2 separate regions of the Triticum aestivum genome follow, and region 2 is linked to region 1. The links are chromatin contacts, called in public Hi-C maps. All regions are on one chromosome and are shown on one strand. The core of a region is the stretch at or near the end of the contact, and the rest is flanking DNA. Distances in the headings are between cores, read along the strand shown. Region 1 holds the start of LOC123070700. Region 2 holds the start of LOC123070702 (serine/threonine protein kinase OSK1).

Region 1 (4,416 bases), core at 819-3,318:
AATAATTTTAAAAGCATGGTTAGCATTGTGAATGGCGTAGATATTTTATACTCCCTCCTTACCTAAATATAAGTCTTTGTAGAGATTCCACTATGGACTACATACGAAGCAAAATGAGTGAATCTACACTCTAAAATGCATCTATATACATCCGTATGTGGTCCATAGTAGAATCTCTACAAAGACTTATATTTAGGAAAGGAGGGAGTAGAATGCAAGACTCCTCGCCAATTCTACTGGCCAGTGAAAAATACTGGCACACTAGTTGTGCAGAACTATTACTAACTGGTTATCAGATGGAATAAAGATCCAAAGAAGTCAACTGGACAGGCTTTTCTAGCAAATAACAAGGAGATGTGCAATCCCCACTAACCAAAGAACCATGGCAGCACATATGATTCATCCCGCTACTATAATGCAAAGAAAGCACATCGGAAAGCCCAAACAGTGCCGATTTCCAACTCAACACATCACAGCATATGAGAAAACTGTAGTATGCAGAAACTTCAATGAACAACACGCTCATACTTACGCAAGCTACTGGGTTAAGACACATCATCGACATCATCAGCCATCTTCTCTGTTTCGACCAAATAGCTGGACAGAGGGAATGCACTCCATTCTGCATATCAAACAACCACTTTTCAGTAAAAGATCCAGGATATATAATACGGCGTAGCATATAAGAAAACAAAGAGAACATGAATTTCCATAAAACAAAAGCATGTACCGAATAATGAATGAATGGGTTTAACATATAGGGAGAAGCCAACATAAAGGATATGTACCTTGCGATCATAGCCATACCACAGCAGATGTTGCTTTGACAGATGAACAGGCAATAGGAGTGTAGAGTCACGAACAAATAGTAAAGGCCCCAGCTGAACAAGGTAAAGGGGCGAAGTATCGTTTCCAGAAGTTGAACCGCTGCGTGATGCCTCTAGCCTCCACAGGTCTCCACGTGCAACAACAGAACTCTCAATATCATTGTTCCTGGTGTTGTATGTCGCTGACATATTTACGGTACCCTGAACGTTCATCAAGAGAAGAGCAAAGTATTATGTTGTGTCATGCCTGTAAAGACGACTTGGCTCTAAACAAGCAGAGGGATAATAAGATTCACATAATCCCCACACTTCGAGTTCATCAAAATTCTAAGGTTTAGCTTACATATTCTAATCACTTCGGGGATAATAAGAATGTGATTCTAATATTTTAGTACTTTCAATGGGAGTAAAGCCTGAATTAAGGCTGTGAGACGCAAACATACTCGAACCCACAATAGAACTAGGAGTAGGAAGTAGTTGAATCGTACCTTGGACTTCTTAAAGTTTCCGAGGGTTCCGATTTCGCAGCCATATCCGTCATCGTCTTCATCAAGGTCGTCCCCGTTTCTAACACCACTGACAGTCGACGCGGCAGCGCTTCCAGTGGCCGCGGCCGCAGCGGCGGCGGCCGCCTCGAGAGGGCATCTATCGACGGCCCTCTCCGAGGAGAGGCCGACGGCCCCGTCCGCAGAAGGCGTCGGCTGCAGCTTTCGGCGGCGGATCTGGGCGCCCCGGAAGGGCACGGGCAGCTGGCGCACGGCGTGCTGCACGGCCCCGCCGACGGATGTGCCAATCTCGACGCCGGCCTGGCCGAGCCTGCCGCCGATGTCGATGACGGAGGCGACGGCGGCGGTGGGGAAGAAGTCCTTGCCGGCGCCGGCGGCGCCCCGCGCGGCGCCGAAGGGCACGACGGGGAGGTCGATCTCGAAGGGCATGAGCTTGTGCGATACGGGCGGCCACGGGAACTGCGGCGGCGCCTGCAGCAGGCCCGTGAAGCCCTGCGCGAGGCGGTCGGCGATGTCCTGGCCGTGGCGCTGCACCCCCTCCCACGCCTCGAAAGAGATCTCCATGCGCGCGCGAGGCCTCGGGGGGGATCCCCTCGGAGCGCAGATTCCACGCGCGGTCGAAGTGGATGGAATCGGAGAGGCGAGGGCGGAGGCGGGGGCGGATGGAGGGGGGAATCGAATGGGGAAAGGAGGAGGAGGAGGAGAGGCGGGCGGGCGACGCCGACGCGTTGATAATAATAGTCGGGCTAGTGGTGAGGGTGGGGGGATAATGGGGCTTGACCTGGTCGACGTGGATCCACGGGCGCGAGGGGTCACTGGCAGCGATTCGGCCGCGTGGCCCCGACGCCGCTTCGGCTCACCGCGCCGGAGTGGATAAGAACGGAACGGAACGGGCGGCGCCCCGCGACAACCAACGCCGGCCGACCTGCTCCTGCTTATTCGCCGCTCGGTTTCACTTTCACCTCCGTTTACTGTGATCTGATGATGAGAGGATAACAGCAATCTGCTGGGGGAATTCGGTCGGTTTTTGTTTGGTTTGGCTGGGTTGCGGCTGGGCTAGCGTGTTGGGTTCGGAATAGAATGCCACCGCACTGGGCTTGGGCAGAAATGTTTGTGCTGCCACCCCCCGCACCCCCCCCCTCCCCGCGCCCCCCCGCGTGCCGTACGGTGCAAGCATGCATGCGCGTTGTCTCTTCCATTGTCTCTCCTGAGTTAGGAGGGCGCGCTCTCGTTGTCTCCCCGGATTTGTACCGGTGACGCCGTGCCGTGCCGTGCCGTGTACGACCACGTACCGGAGTAGCAATTCCTCTCGGCGACGCGGGACGGGTTTTAGTTTATGCCTCTTAACTAAAGCACGGGGGTCTTAAAGAGGAGGACGACGGAGCAGCGGCTACGGAGCTTGGTCATTGCAGGCCGCCCGATCCGTGCTGTGTGGTTCAGCGTTGCTTTTACCGGCGCGGACATGCAAATCGGAGCAACTGCTTCCGCCTGCAGTTAAGTGCAATGTAAGCCGAATCAGTATGTGCTAGTACTTCCTCTACATCTATTTATTTTTTCGAATATCTAATTCAACTATAAAAACGTCTTGTACGTAGATGAGTAATACTTTATATCTACTATCTATTATCACTGTAAAAAAAAGATGCAGATCCAAACAATCACATCCATTCATCGTCAAAATCTAATGGCCCTTAATTATTCTGTGTTTAAAGCTACCAACCACGCAATAAGCCACAGTCTATCGATCGCTAATCTGCCCCGCAGTAATAATAAAAAAAAGAAAACAGCCTGCCCGCACGATCTCCTCCTTCTCCGGCACGACCTCCTCCTCCTCCTCCCACAGCCGCGCCGTTCGCCTCCTGCAGCCGCGCCCTTCACAGCCTCCTCGCGCAGCCGGAGCCACGGGAAGCGGCCGCGGGTCGCCGGGAGCCTCCCCAGCCGCGGGAGCCCGCCCCCGCTGCGGGTCGCCGGGAGCCTCCCCTGCCGCCCCCTTCGCCGCCTCCCCAGCCGCAGCTTGGCCGCTGCCACACCGCCTCCGCCACGCCGCCACTCCGCGGGCCACGCCTCGATTCCTTCATCCTCTTCCCGAGCCGCTGGCGTCCGTCACGCGCCCCCTACTCTTCTCCTCCAACCTGGCCAGTCCCCACACCCGGAGCCCCTGCGGATCGAGGCGTCTTCCACGCAGAGGACGACGCGGGGAACCTCCATTGCCCTCCATTCTGACGGCCGCCCTACAGCTGCCCCGACACGATGGTTCTCCTCTATTGTTCTGATCGAGCGACGTGTTCATTTTTTATATTTTTTCTGTGGCAGATCATGACGACGACCCTGACAGGAGAGGAGGAGGAGGACACGGAGAAGAAGGACCGAGAGTTAGACATGGATGTGCATTATGAGGCAACACGCCGCCGTGTTTGCCCCACCATCTTCTGATCTCTTCAGCATTCCTGTTGTCTTGGGTTTTCTCTGTAAGTTTGGGTCCGTAGGCACACACCCTCATAATCTCTGTCGCTCCCTCTAATTTCTGTGGACATACAGACACACGCAGTGTTTAGAACGATGTCCGCTTCAGAGTTTCAGTTCAACTCACCCAGACAGAAATACATTCTATCACTGGCTAAGCATAGTACGAACTGGGTGGACATGGAGTCAAGGACATGGTAAGGAAGTCAAGCAAGTGGTTGATTTGCTCTCTTCTTCGTTTCACCATGCTGCACCCCTTCTAGCTTATTAGTCGCCTCTTTCATCTCTTTTCACTGTACTAACCTGCCAATATTTTCCCATCTTTGCAACGATTGACATGTTTAGTTTTAGTTTTACAGTAGACCAGAATGTATGCTGATCTACAGTGATTCTTAATTGTACATGGTCTTCTCAACTTCAAGGTCATAACCGATTCAGTTTTGTTTATAATCTATTTTCCCTATCACTTTTTAACTCTTGAATTCGCCAGGCCAACCATCCTACAGTAGTGTAGGAATTCAGTTAGCACGTCATAACATGTTATTCTCTTTCGATAATGCTTTTGTTGGATTTTTTAGGAACAAGGTGGCGAAAAAATAAGTGGTTGTGGAAGCAATGGT
Region 2 (4,416 bases), core at 724-3,223, 750 kb after region 1:
AGTTCAAGGATAATTACCTCCGGAGCTGCATAATTTGGGCTACCACAACTTGTCTTAAGAAAGTGGCCGTCACGCATAACATTACTTAAGCCAAAATCCGCAATCTTAACATCACAATTATTGTCCAAAAGAAGGTTCTCCGGCTTTAGATCGCGGTGCACCACCATGTTCCTGTGGCAATATTGAACACCAGATATGATCTGTTCAAAGACAGAAAACAAAGTAACCCGTCACATTAAGGGTCTGAGTGGAATGATAAACATCATTACTGTGTCTGCACTCTGCAATTTCCGAGCAAACTATATTTCACATGCCATTGCTGATACATCATCAAAATAAGTGGCAAACAAGAACAGAAAAAAAAAAAGCTTAATCCAAACTTTAAGAGTTTAGAAACTAGGACGCTGAGTAGAATCTTCAGAATAAAGGGTTCAAGACAATAAAGGAGAGATTACCTGTTGAAAGAAACGGCGGGCCTCTTCCTCCTGTAGCCTACCTTTCTCAACAATGTAGTCAAATAATTCACCAGACTTAACATACTCCATAACCACATAAATATCAGCTGGTGCCTCTATCACTTCATAAAGGCGGATGATATGCGGGTGCATGAATAATCTTAATATCTTGATCTCTCTTTTCACTGCAAGAGAACAATGCAAAAAACAAAACAAAAATAACTGGAGTGCTTCATTTTAGACCAAATAACTATATAAGATACTCCCTCTGTCTCAAAATGTAAGACGAGAGCATTTGTTGTGCTTGGCACTTGAGCAGTGAATATTTTCTTAAACAGTTCCTATACAACATTAGTAATCAAGAGTGGTGCTGCATTCACATGGCTGATGTGCTTGCTCATGTCAATCACAATTTCCTACATCATGCAAAGATAGAAAAAAAGGAGCACTCCATTTATGAGAATGGTAATTACTTGAACGGCTGAATCACAGGGAGTATATGTTATTAATAGAAGAATAGTAGCATGTCAACTTTCCATTTATGAGCCATAATTACTACAATAGCAGAATACTAGTTTAGCACATTACCCAATAAACAAACATCCCACAAAGAAACTAATTATGTGTTATATGTTGGTATATGTACATAATAGGAAACTCTACTCACTGAATGAGCTCAATAGAGCAAGCCAAATTACCAACCTTTCTCTTCCATCTCCATGTTTTTGATTTTCCGGCGGTTAAGGATCTTGACGGCCACCTTGTGGCCAGTTTTTATATGCTCAGCAATCTTGACCTTCCCGAAGGAACCAATCCCCAGGGTCTTCCCAATACGGTAATTCTTCAAAGGGTTGCCATCTTTGCCGCCTGCCTCCATCTTCCACCTTAATCGCAATCACACCAAACTACACTTCAGGAAATGAAGGCTGGGAAATCACTAATACTAGTAAGAAATTCACACGGACACGACGGGCGGGCATGAACAAAGCACGCTAGCTGTTCCATTTAAGTAGGACAGATCCAGCTGGCCCGTGTGCTGAATTGCAACTGTCCCCGCGCCTCCGACGGCTGGGGATAAAAGGCAGGCAGAAATGCTTAATTCCGAGAGGAGAAGGGCCATTTCCCCCAGAACAGCTCTTCCTGCCCAATTCAACCTGAGACCCACAGCATCGCCGAAAGACTAGCACGACATGCTAAGCTCGGGAGCTCACGGATCTGCAGGCTAGGTAGGGAGCGAATCTCGCTCACTCGTGGAGCGATGAAACGAAAACTCAGGGTCCACCCATAAACCCAAGAGCCTCGCGGAATTCCCGAGCGGGGAGGGGAGCGGGAGGCGGCGAGAGGGAGAGGCGGTGAGGCAGGCTCCCCTACCTGGCCGCCGGCGAGGCTCCCCGGGGAGAGGCGTAGCGGCGGCGGCGCGGAGATGCGGAGGGCGGACGGAGAGAGAGAGGAGGGGGGTGGAGAGACTGGGGAGCGATGCGTCGCTCACGGGACCGGGGGAAGGGGGAGGGAGGGGAGGAGAGATTCGATTCCCGCAACACCGAGGGGCCCACGGCGACGGCGACTGCGGGTGGGACCGCGCGCGCTCGTGGCGCGCGCGGGTTCGTGCGGCTCGCTGGTGCGGTGGGGGGCCAATCAGACAACGGGCAGACGGCGTGGGACGGGGAGGATTCCACCGCGATCTGTCGTTTTCCGCCGGGTGGATGCGACGGGAACGCGACGCGACGGGACGGTTCGTTCCCGGTGCGTTGGTGCTTGGTGAGCGCCACGGGTTCAACAGTGTCGGTACTCGCTTCAGCTGCGATTAACGTCCGGGTTCTTTTAGCGCGAGAGAATATCTGACACAGCAGAGACCAAATTACTACTACAATGAAAATGAAAATTTGTGATTGGATGGTCAGGGCAACCTGCAAATTTCCTCCTGCACCCGTCCCCGGACACGGATGCAGGAGACCGCCATCTAACGAAGTATGTATATATCTGCCGACAAATTCAAATTCAAATCTACGTTGATCCACACAAAGCGTTGATCCACACAAAGCGTCGGATCACACCCGAGCTGTATCGCATCCCAGATCACAACCAAAAGGAGGCAAATATGTTTAGTTTTTACATTCCAATCCAAAAGAACATCGGTCTCGCAGTTCGTGCATTTCTACCCTGTCGGGCCGGCCATCACAACAATTTGCTCCCCGATCAAGGAGGTGTCGCCGCCGCCGCGTAGGCAGCCTCCGCGTCCGCGTCCGCCTCCGCCGCTTCCTCATCTTTCGTCGCTGCCAACTCATCTTTCTGCTGCTCCAACATTTGGAGCGGACGGATTGCACGGTAATTCTAGCGTCGGCATCCAAAGAGTCGATATTCCTAGTCAACATCTTTGCGCCCTCCGCATTAGCAGCGATCTTCACCCTCTTATCCTCGAGCGCGGCCTTCTTCTTCTCGAGCGCCGCCTTCCTGTCTTTGATCATGGTCCTCCTCTCCTCGAGCTTGATCTTCTTCTCCGTCGCTGGCCGCCTCGTCCGGCACGCCCACCACGCCCATCGCCACCACCAGGCCCACCGGTGGCCAGACGCTCTTCAACTTCTCCTCCTTTGCGGCCTTCACTTTGACGCGGCGATTTTGCCGCGTCTCCGAGCTGATCCTTCGGGTGAGCGTGATGCTCGGATCCTCCGGCACCTCCGCCGACAACATCTCCGACAGTTTCTTCGACGGTTCCATGTGTCGGCGGCAGAGGGAGGGAGAGGGTGGGAGAAAAGAGCAGGAATTGGGCGGAGAGTGGCAGGGAGTTGAAGAAGAAAGTGGGGGTTTTGGCGCAAAAACAATGCGGGATGCTACAAAAGCACGGGCTCGGCCTTCCTTTTGGGTGGGCGAGGGGGGCAGAGAGCGATGTTTCGCATGTCCGTACTCCCGCAAACCTCCCCCACATTTGTCTCTGTTTTGCAGGAGAAATCACGTCCGGACCGCTCCACGGACTGATACATTCGCGTTGGATGGTCTCCACAGTCCGGATAGCGTGATCGGGACGGTTGCGGGAGGTTTGCGGGTCGGTGTTGGTGATGCCCTTAGGAATATAGTTGTATCCCAGCTCAACAGAGTTTAAGTCTTAGGCATGACTTTGCTGCTTGTATTTTCTTGGATTTCTTTTCGGCGATGTGTGTTCAGTAGGAGTAGACATTTCCGTCGACTACGAAGGCATCTGTGTGGCGACTTCATCAATCTCAAGATGATGTGCCGACTCAGTCTCTCGGATGTACTCGTAGGGGTAGGGTGTGCATGCTTGTGTTCGTAGGAGTGAGTGTATATGTGTATGTATGACCGCCTGCATATGTACTATGTTAAAAAAGTAGAATGAAACTTTGTGGAACCATGTTCAAAAAATTTCAAAAATCCTTTAAAAATACAGTACAATAAGAGGGTGGTGTTCTTACCTCGCAAAAAAAGTGGGTGGTGTTCTTTTTTAGGGGAAAAACACCGCCCTCTTAAACAAACATAGTCACACTTTTCTTTCCCCTCTTGCAAGGCGACTAGGGAAAGCCTTCTTCCCTTCGATCTCCATCGGCGAGCCCATGGATTCGTCTCCCCTTCGCCTGCCGCTCCGGCGGCCGGTGGTGAGGAGGGTATTCCTAGTGCCTCGGCTTAGATAGATAGGGTTTTGGTTCTCACAAGAGCAGCACTCGGATGGATGGCGGCGCTTCTTCTTCAAGTCAGTCTTCTGGGCTCCAATCCTCCTCAACTTCATTCGTCGGGATGGATTAGACAGAGCTCCAACATAGATTCCTGCCAGCTCCTCGGAGCAGCAAGGATAGGGTTTCTAGTCGTTCGTACGCAGCAACGAGATTTGGTGTCAGGTTCTTCAAATCGATTCAAGGATTGAATGGCGACGATTGCAGCTCCCAAACACTGGTCCTTTGGGGCACGTGCACGAATACTTCCTGGTTGTCATCGATAAGTTTAGGTCGGCATC

Evidence for each region. A called contact is a pair of places that touch in the nucleus more often than the background predicts.
Region 2: a contact with region 1 is called in a Hi-C map of leaf, with 8 times the contacts expected there. The contact joins the promoter of LOC123070702 here to the promoter of LOC123070700 in region 1. A contact is called at or near these places in 2 of 5 Hi-C or Micro-C datasets (both in leaf) and 1 of 1 datasets of contacts at active chromatin or transcription factors (leaf).

What each region holds. Positions count from the first base shown.
Region 1 is chr3B:520,791,510-520,795,925 of IWGSC CS RefSeq v2.1, forward strand. LOC123070700 reads right to left here and starts at 2,069. Exons shown (of 7, transcript XM_044493994.1): 1 at 1,316-2,069; 2 at 789-1,028; 3 at 533-622. The coding sequence starts at 1,897. It overlaps LOC123070701 (a long non-coding RNA gene), which reads left to right and starts at 2,620. Exons shown (of 7, transcript XR_006433896.1): 1 at 2,620-2,838; 2 at 3,647-3,801; 3 at 3,872-4,416.
Region 2 is chr3B:521,538,400-521,542,815 of IWGSC CS RefSeq v2.1, forward strand. LOC123070702 (serine/threonine protein kinase OSK1) reads right to left here and starts at 1,974. Exons shown (of 11, transcript XM_044493996.1): 1 at 1,827-1,974; 2 at 1,158-1,339; 3 at 456-640; 4 at 18-200. The coding sequence starts at 1,332.